Regions from separate parts of the Sus scrofa genome. Here region 1 is linked to region 2. A link is a contact called in public HiChIP or PLAC-seq data. All regions are on one chromosome and are shown on one strand. The core of a region is the stretch at or near the end of the contact, and the rest is flanking DNA. Distances in the headings are between cores, read along the strand shown. Region 1 overlaps ELOVL6 (elongation of very long chain fatty acids protein 6). Region 2 overlaps LOC106504743 (a long non-coding RNA gene).

The links. HiChIP or PLAC-seq counts read pairs in DNA pulled down with a chosen protein or histone mark.
Region 1: an H3K27ac HiChIP or PLAC-seq map of skeletal muscle shows a contact between it and region 2, with 4 times the contacts expected there. The contact joins two enhancer-like sites. A contact is called at or near these places in 1 of 47 Hi-C or Micro-C datasets (fetal skeletal muscle) and 1 of 2 datasets of contacts at active chromatin or transcription factors (skeletal muscle).

The regions. Positions count from the first base shown.
Region 1 is chr8:112,177,405-112,181,116 of Sscrofa11.1, reverse strand. It overlaps ELOVL6 (elongation of very long chain fatty acids protein 6), which reads right to left. Exons shown (of 5, transcript XM_021100707.1): 4 at 992-1,143. It overlaps LOC110261988 (a long non-coding RNA gene), which reads left to right. Exons shown (of 2, transcript XR_002346463.1): 2 at 1-19. Among named protein-coding and RNA genes, the nearest start is that of ELOVL6, 140 kb to the right of the region's middle. Within about 2 kb of position 1,911, at least 13 of the 83 cell types and tissues checked have an H3K27ac peak or open chromatin away from gene starts, as enhancers often do. A contact at or near this core is called in fetal skeletal muscle and skeletal muscle, where this site is marked.
Region 2 is chr8:111,749,344-111,753,127 of Sscrofa11.1, reverse strand. LOC106504743 (a long non-coding RNA gene) reads right to left here. Exons shown (of 7, transcript XR_002346462.1): 2 at 2,452-3,784. Among named protein-coding and RNA genes, the nearest start is that of PITX2, 33 kb to the right of the region's middle. Within about 2 kb of position 2,512, at least 30 of the 83 cell types and tissues checked have an H3K27ac peak or open chromatin away from gene starts, as enhancers often do. A contact at or near this core is called in fetal skeletal muscle and skeletal muscle, where this site is marked.

The DNA.
Region 1 (3,712 bases), core at 662-3,161, 430 kb before region 2:
ATAAAGATACCTTCCTGCGGAACTGTGCCGGTGTCAAATCCTTGCTGCTTACTTTTTCACTGTTTCTGCTAATCTGTGCCACACTTATATTCAAGACTGTTAGAAAGTTAAAGGAAAAACCTTAGGAATCTATGTTATATAGAGAGAGCCAGGATGTGCATTAATTTCTAGAAAGTGAACTATATTTCTCTAAGGCCTCTTTCTTTGATGATTAAAATTAAACAACATCAGAAACTAACCCTTGGCATTCCCATCGTGGTGCATCGGAAACAAATCTGACTAGGAACCACGAGGTTGCAGGTTCAATCCCTGGCCTCGCTCAGTGGGTTGAGGATCCAGCATTGCCGTGAGCTGTGGTGTAGGTCGCAGATGTGGCTCAGATCCCGAGTTGCTGTGGCTGTGGTGTAGGCTGGCAGCTACAACTGCGATTAGACCCCTAGCCTGGGAATCTCCATATGCTGCAGGTGTGGCCCTAAAAAGACAAAAAGACAAAAAAAAAAAAAAAAAAGAAAAGAAACTAACCCTTAATATTTGTAATGAGAACATGAAGATACCCAATCAAAAAGCTTCCTTAACTTCCTAGTCTGCATCCAAACTCCAGAGCTGAAAGTATGGGACTGGGTGAGGGCTGTGTGGCTAATTTCCCCCCATATTCTAAAATTAGCTGAGCTGTTAACCGGTGGGAAAGAAGGGGAGGGGTAGATGTTATAAACCCCCAGAAGTGGGTTTTCAGTAAGGCTTTGGACACCTGCACATTTAACATAAAGTATTTTGTTCTTCATATACACAATGCACAATTATTTCAAAGGAGGGAAGGAGAGAACAGAAAAATAGTGGAAGTTAATCAAAAAGTCATTAATCGTGACTTTCCTACAACCAGTAAAACAGGGCCTTCAAAGTTGTTTCTTGGTCCATTTAAAAATAAATATTGTGGGTGTGTAGCTACAAAGGGGGTGGGGGGGGAGGAAACGGAAGGAGAGAAGACACTCACCTAGTTCCGGTGCTTTGCTCAGCACAAATGCATAAGCCCAGAATTTGCTGACAGGTCCATTGTAAAAACCCTGGTCACAAACTGAATACTTCAGGCCTTTGGTCATCAAAATGTACAGCATATAAGCACCAGTTCGAAGAGCACCGAATATACTTCATAATGAAAAAAGAAAAGAAACAACATTCAGAAAAAGAATTTCACTTCTGACATGAACCGTTGGTAGAAGCCTGCCACTGGCAGGACATTGATAGCGATGCAGCAGCACGAAAATCTGCTTTTACCCAGAGGCATTGAAAATGGTTTGTAAACAAGAGTTACACCACTTCTCAGGGCTTTATTCTGAAGGCCATCCCTAAGGCCACCTAACGCGTCGTCCTCAATGTTCCAGAAAGGTGTCATGGAAAAGGGGAGTGCATCTCAGGCAACAGCTCAAGAACTCTGCTGACCTGACCTGTGTTTTGGCTTGAGAACTGTCCCTTGGGAGTGAGATGGAGTTGGCTGAAAACTCTGCTAATTATCTCCATTTTGTCCTTTGTCCAATTAGTCTCCAGATCCCTGGCTCCGTTTCCTGAATCTCTCTCGCTCTCAAATCCATCTTTTTCACAGAAGCCCGAGGAAGAAGGCTTAACTTCCATGGGAAGCCCCCCTCCCCCTGGAGTGCCCCCAGGATCATGCCCCTGAGCTCCCCTAACCGTGGCCAACCGTGTTGCAACACCGTTCTTCAATGCCCCGAAACGTGTTTGCCTTCACCCAGGCAGAGTTGCTCAAAGACTGCTGAACAAGCGATACTGTGGAAAAGTAAACGGACATGTGGCATTTTTATCCAGGAACCGCTAAGGAAAGAGGAGAGCTCTGGAAGGCGCTGAGCTCTGCTGTAACATGAGGTATGAAAGGACCTGGCAGCTGGACCGCGCCGCCTCCATGACAGAGTGAACCCGACAGGCACACGTGCCCCACAGCTCGCCAACTGCACGGACCACGGAAAGGAGAGCTGGCTGATCCTGGCGGGGGGAGGGGGGTAGGGATGTGCTGGCCCATCCTTGTCCTGGCAGCATCCCATTTTAGGTTTTACAAGTCCTAAGATAAACTAGCAATCAACTATTGAAATGAGTAGCAGCCTCACCCAACAGGGAAATGAGAGCTTTCTGTCCTTGCAGAGGCACATCTTTTAAGATGTCTCAAGTGTTGCTCCATAACAAGTCATTCCACCAGGGGACGCCATCCGTAAACATGTGTCCACCAGATAAAACCAAAGATCACCTTCGCATCGAACCAAAGTAATGAGACTGAATTGCTGGCAACAGCCTCTTATTTGGGGGGCTCTGAAAGTAGCTTCTCTAATGACATACCGCTTCCAGGAAGAAATGCAGTTCCTCTTTCCAACATAGAAAACGATCCTACATAGGATTTGGGGTATGACTTTACAACTGTAGATCCTATGTCCCCCTGCACTCAAGATGTAGCCTCCAACGCCTTCATGGGACCTGCAAGGCTTGAGTGGCCCCCCTCGCTCCCCCCGCCACCCTTCCCTCCTGCCTATTCGTCCCATCCCTTGTGAGCCAATCCTCCCCGCACCTTCTGATCCTTTCCGTTTTGTGACTTGAGACCTGTGCATATGCTATGTCCTCTTCTTGGGGAGCTCTTCTCCCATGCTCACTTGAAGGCTGCCCCTTCTCACTTTCTTAAACAAATGTCCCTCCTGGTAGCATGACCTCAGCCTTTACGATCAATATACAATCCTGGCTTGCGAATGGGAAGTTGGATTTCATTGGTAATGTCAGGTACATTTTTCAAATTTCGGTTTTCCCTCACCAGAGGGTGGCTAAATTTTCATAAGGAAAGTTGCCGCCATCACCAGATGATGGTGACTAGAAAACTGGGGACTTTGCTGCTTATGGAAGGTAGCAGGGAAAGAGGGATATGGCGTCTCCACTGAGCTTACAGAGCCGACACTGTTGGCTGCCTGTTCGAAGCTCAAGTCTCTTCCTCCTTTTCCATATTAAAAGAATGCTGATCCTGTCCAGGTTCTCCCAACTCATGCTTCCCCCAAGGAAGCTGACCTTGTCTTTGGCTTAGGAGTAAATCCTAACGATGTAAGCAAGTTTTAGTACTTCCATCTCCCTTGCTAGTAACTTGTTAGGCTGGGCGCGGACCTCGTTCTAGCCAACGTGATGTGAGGAGAAGGCTGCTGGGGCCTTTTTCAGGCAAGGTTTCCTTGCTCATCACCACGCAGTGGTTGGAAGAACAGCAGCCATCCTGCAACCAGGAAGGAGCTACCTTGAGGACGGCAAAGTATTCCCTTGAGATGTGACTGAGCTGCTGAATTACCCATTACCCTTTCAGTGATTCTATCACAAGACCTCTTGGTGTTGACATAAAGCTTCCTAATTGGATAAGCCATGTGGAGTTTTGCTTTTTATTATTTATACCCCAAAGCATCCCAGCAGACACAACACACCAGATCTGATCTTCAGTAGACTTTTGAACACAAATTAATTTTTTTGTGGCTATAAAATAGATCTATTTGGGAGCTCCTGTCGTGGCTCAGCAGTCCATGAGGACGTGGGTTTGATCCCTGGCCTCACTAGCCTCGCTCAGTGGGTTAAGGATCCAGTGTTGCTGTGAGCTGTGGTGTAGGTCGAAGAGGCAGCTCAGATCCCCAGTTGCTGTGGTTGTATGTAGGCCAGCAGCTACAGCTCCCAATCGACCCCTAGCCTGGGA
Region 2 (3,784 bases), core at 1,263-3,762:
GTTCTTTCTAAATATCCATTATTTTATTAAAAAATCTGAAGTTTGAATGTTTACTGTAAGTCTAATGTTGCAGATTAACACTTTGCCACTGACACTTAAGGGGTGGACATCACTTTCTAGAAATTAAAATATTTTGAATGCGATATGCCTTTGAAAAGGCATAACAGCTTCTCTCAGCTGTTAGAACTTTCTGTAAATCTTTGAAAAGGCATCACAGCCTCTCTCAGCTGTTAGAACGTTTTGTAAATCTTCACCTTGTATTCATTTAGTCTTTGCTTATTTGAGATCTAATTATACCTTGCCTATTTGAAAAGTTCTTTCTAAATATCCATATTTTATTAAAAAAGAAAGCAGGTAGGAGTTCCCATCACGGCACAGTGGAAACAAATCTGACTAGGATCCATGATGTTGCAAGTTCGATCTCTGGCCTTGCTGAGAGGATTAAGGATCCACTGTTGCAGTGAGCTGTGGTGTAGGTCACAGATGTGGCTCAGATCCTGTGTTGCTGTGGCTCTGGTGTAGGCTGGCAGCTGTAGCTCTGATTGGATCCCTAGCCTGGGAACCTCCCTATGCTGTGGGTGAGGCCCTAAAAAGCACACACACACACACACACACACACACACACACACAAACACACAAAGAGAGCAGGTAAAAGAGAACAACCATTCAATTCCCTGTAATGGTGAATAAGAAAAGTGATATACACAAAGCATTTTGGTCATGAATTGTCCCTTAAAAAAAAGTTCTTTCTAATTGCAAAAAAGAAAATTCAGTAAAAGCAACCAAAAGCATCTCAGGCCTAATACCGTGCTGAAACACAAAAGTGTAAGCCAAAAGTTAAGAGTGCCTTCATAATCTACTTGGTTACCAACGTACCAAACACTGAACAGAGTAATATGAACCCACAATATATACATGACAATAAACATTACAATATTTTTAAAAAGAAAGAACTGTGGGTGGGAAAAAGACAACATGTGAACAGCAAAGCAATGCAATTTCCAAAGTTTCCTGTTCTTTACTGACCGCGGAAAAAAGCTCTTTTCATGAGATTAGTCCTCACATATTAAGAATTAAGAGCAGCCTCTAGTGGCAGGTTAAGGATTTTACAGAGTGACCGTGCAGAAACCAAAATGCTTTCCAGTTCTTTCACTAATAGCTCTGAGCAAAAAGTACATTTCGTCCAAGAAACCCAGGAAAGCTCGCTAATCACCTTAGCAAATAATAACTGCACCCCCACTTTGAGTGTTCTTAATAGTTACTATTTTATTCGTATTCTTTTCTATATGTGCAGTTTCTCTGTAGACAGAGATACGCTATTAATGGAATGGGCTACTACCTGAACCATGGCGCGCGGGGGGGGGGGGGCCCGCAGGACGTGGGAGACAGTATTTAATTGTAAGGAAGGAAAGGGCTGACAAAACCTAAATGAAAACAGATAGGTTTGATGAACGAAGTCCGACTGAGTCCAATTCTCACTTAGCCTTTCTATCTCCCTAAATCAAGGGTGAGCAAAAGAAGACATATTCTGAGGAGACGAGAAATATCTTCACCTGAGAGAATGAATTTTCCTGAATCCCTTTCATCTTTTCAAAGGGGGACCTTTTCTCGGGCAGTGCAAGGGAAAGGCTGGAAATACACCACATAAACGTTTCCCTTTCTCACTACTTATGAAATTTAAATAAAGAAAATGTTTTTCCTCATCAATTATTGCTACAAAGACACCGACGTTACCTTTGCCTAAAACTCAAAGAGCGGTGCTGTTAAGTGAGGTCTGTCTACAGCGACAGCTCTCCTGCTTCGGTGCAAATAACGCTCCGCGCTCCACACAGGGACAACCGGAAAGCTTTAGGAACGTCCAGGGACAGACATTTTCAGTTTCCACAAAGGACAGCGCCAGGGAATTTCGCACTTTGACATATATCATCGCCCCCCCCGCCGTGAAATCGCAGGCCCCACCATCTGGGAAAGTGAGCAACGGAGAAGGTTGCAAACCTCGCCCGCCTTCCAGGTGTGTGGATCCCCTTACCGGTTCGCCGGCGCCCAGACGACCGCCTGCTCCGCGCCTTCCTCCGCGCGGCCGGCAGCGCCGAGGTTGCGATGCGCCTGGAGCGCACGCAGCCGAGGCCCAAGCCGCGCACGGCGTCCGCACACCCGGCCCCGACCCCGCGCCTCGGCCCGAGGGGCCCCGCCTCGCCCTCCACCGCCCAGTAGCCCCGGGCGAGCCGCCGGCGCAGGACCGCGGGCCTCGCGCGCCGACCCAGGCCTCCTCCCGAGCAGAGCGCCGCGAGGCCGCCCCACCTCAGAGCGAGGAGCTGAAAGTGCGCGCAGAGAGGCCCGGGGGCGCGGACCAGCTTCAGGCTCCTCAGAATACAGGGAGCTCTGGGTCTTGGAGGGGGGAAGGCAGGCTCGAAAAAGGCAGAAGTGACTGCAGCCCCGAGCAGGACCTACCTAACTGGGCTCCCGGGGCCGGAATCCCCGCCTCGGCCGGCGGCGAGCGGCCGCGGGGGCGCAGGCTGGTCCCGGCCTTGGGGGCGGGGCTTCTGCTCTCCGGGGTCCCGGGAGCCCCGGCAGGGCCCGCCGCGCGGGTTCGCCAGACGAGGGGTGTGCGCGGCTGGATTCATTCACGTCTCGGTGGAAAGGCTGCTAATTGTTCCTTCACTTGGGGAAGGAGAGCGGAAGCAAAATTTGTAAAACCCTGACAGGCCTCTTAGTCCCACGAGTTCCTCCTGAAATGACTTCAAGGGAGAGTGAGTCGTAAAACAATATTACCTTCTTTCACATAATTAATATAATCATTTACTTCTTAGAGCTTGTCTTTCACAGGTCCTTTCAAATAAATTAATCTAGAATATATTTTATTATATTTTATTTATGAAAAATCCCTACCTTCTTGTGGGAATGCTGCAATGATGAATTAATATTTGCTAAGCACTTGGATGGTGAAAACTACGTAAAACTTGATGGAGTAACTCTATTATTGATACAGAAAAACTAGCTTGATGGGTTTGGTAACCCCTACCATCTGCTTTATTAGTTGAAATTACACTGTAAAAAGGCTTTCTCTCTTCAGGCAAAGGGGTAGAGTACAGAAATAATTATCCAGGTAATTCATATTCCCCAGAAAATGGAATCCTGCCTTGAAAGAAAAGTGAATCTCCTGCCTGATTTCGTTTTGTCTTGCTCTACTATTATTGTCACATTTATTATTAATTACTTGTATAAATGTAATTACCTGGACAACTTCTCAATTTTAATTTCTCCTTCATGTGATTATAGATGAATTATTTGAAGGCCAGCTCTTGCATTAACAACTTGAGAATTAAGTAATGCTCTTCCTTTCATAGCAGCCCCATTTTTACTTTATTTTCAGGTATTTTAATAGAAATTTAAATAAAACTACAAAGAATTTCAAATATTTTATATCTGCATCATTAGTTGCACAGCCTTTCTGACTAGTAGAGAGGAATAAGGTTAAAAATGTCTAATTTTTCGAAGTATATGATAACCATAGCAAAGAGAGGCATTATATCTAGAATTAGATTTCCAGTTAAACCTATTTCCACCATAATTTAGGAGGACAATTGCTCTAATTCTTCCTCTTCACTAAAGTTAACATGGTCAGAGCCCAAATAACTTGGCACTAAATGTGTTTCAAAAGTAATCTGAATAGTTTTAGAAAAAAAATATTTTTTCAATGCAGGGTTTTTAATGGTGTTCTAAAATATCCAGCAAGCAACTCTAATAATCGTTATGTAACTTCCCTATGTTCACAGAAAACATT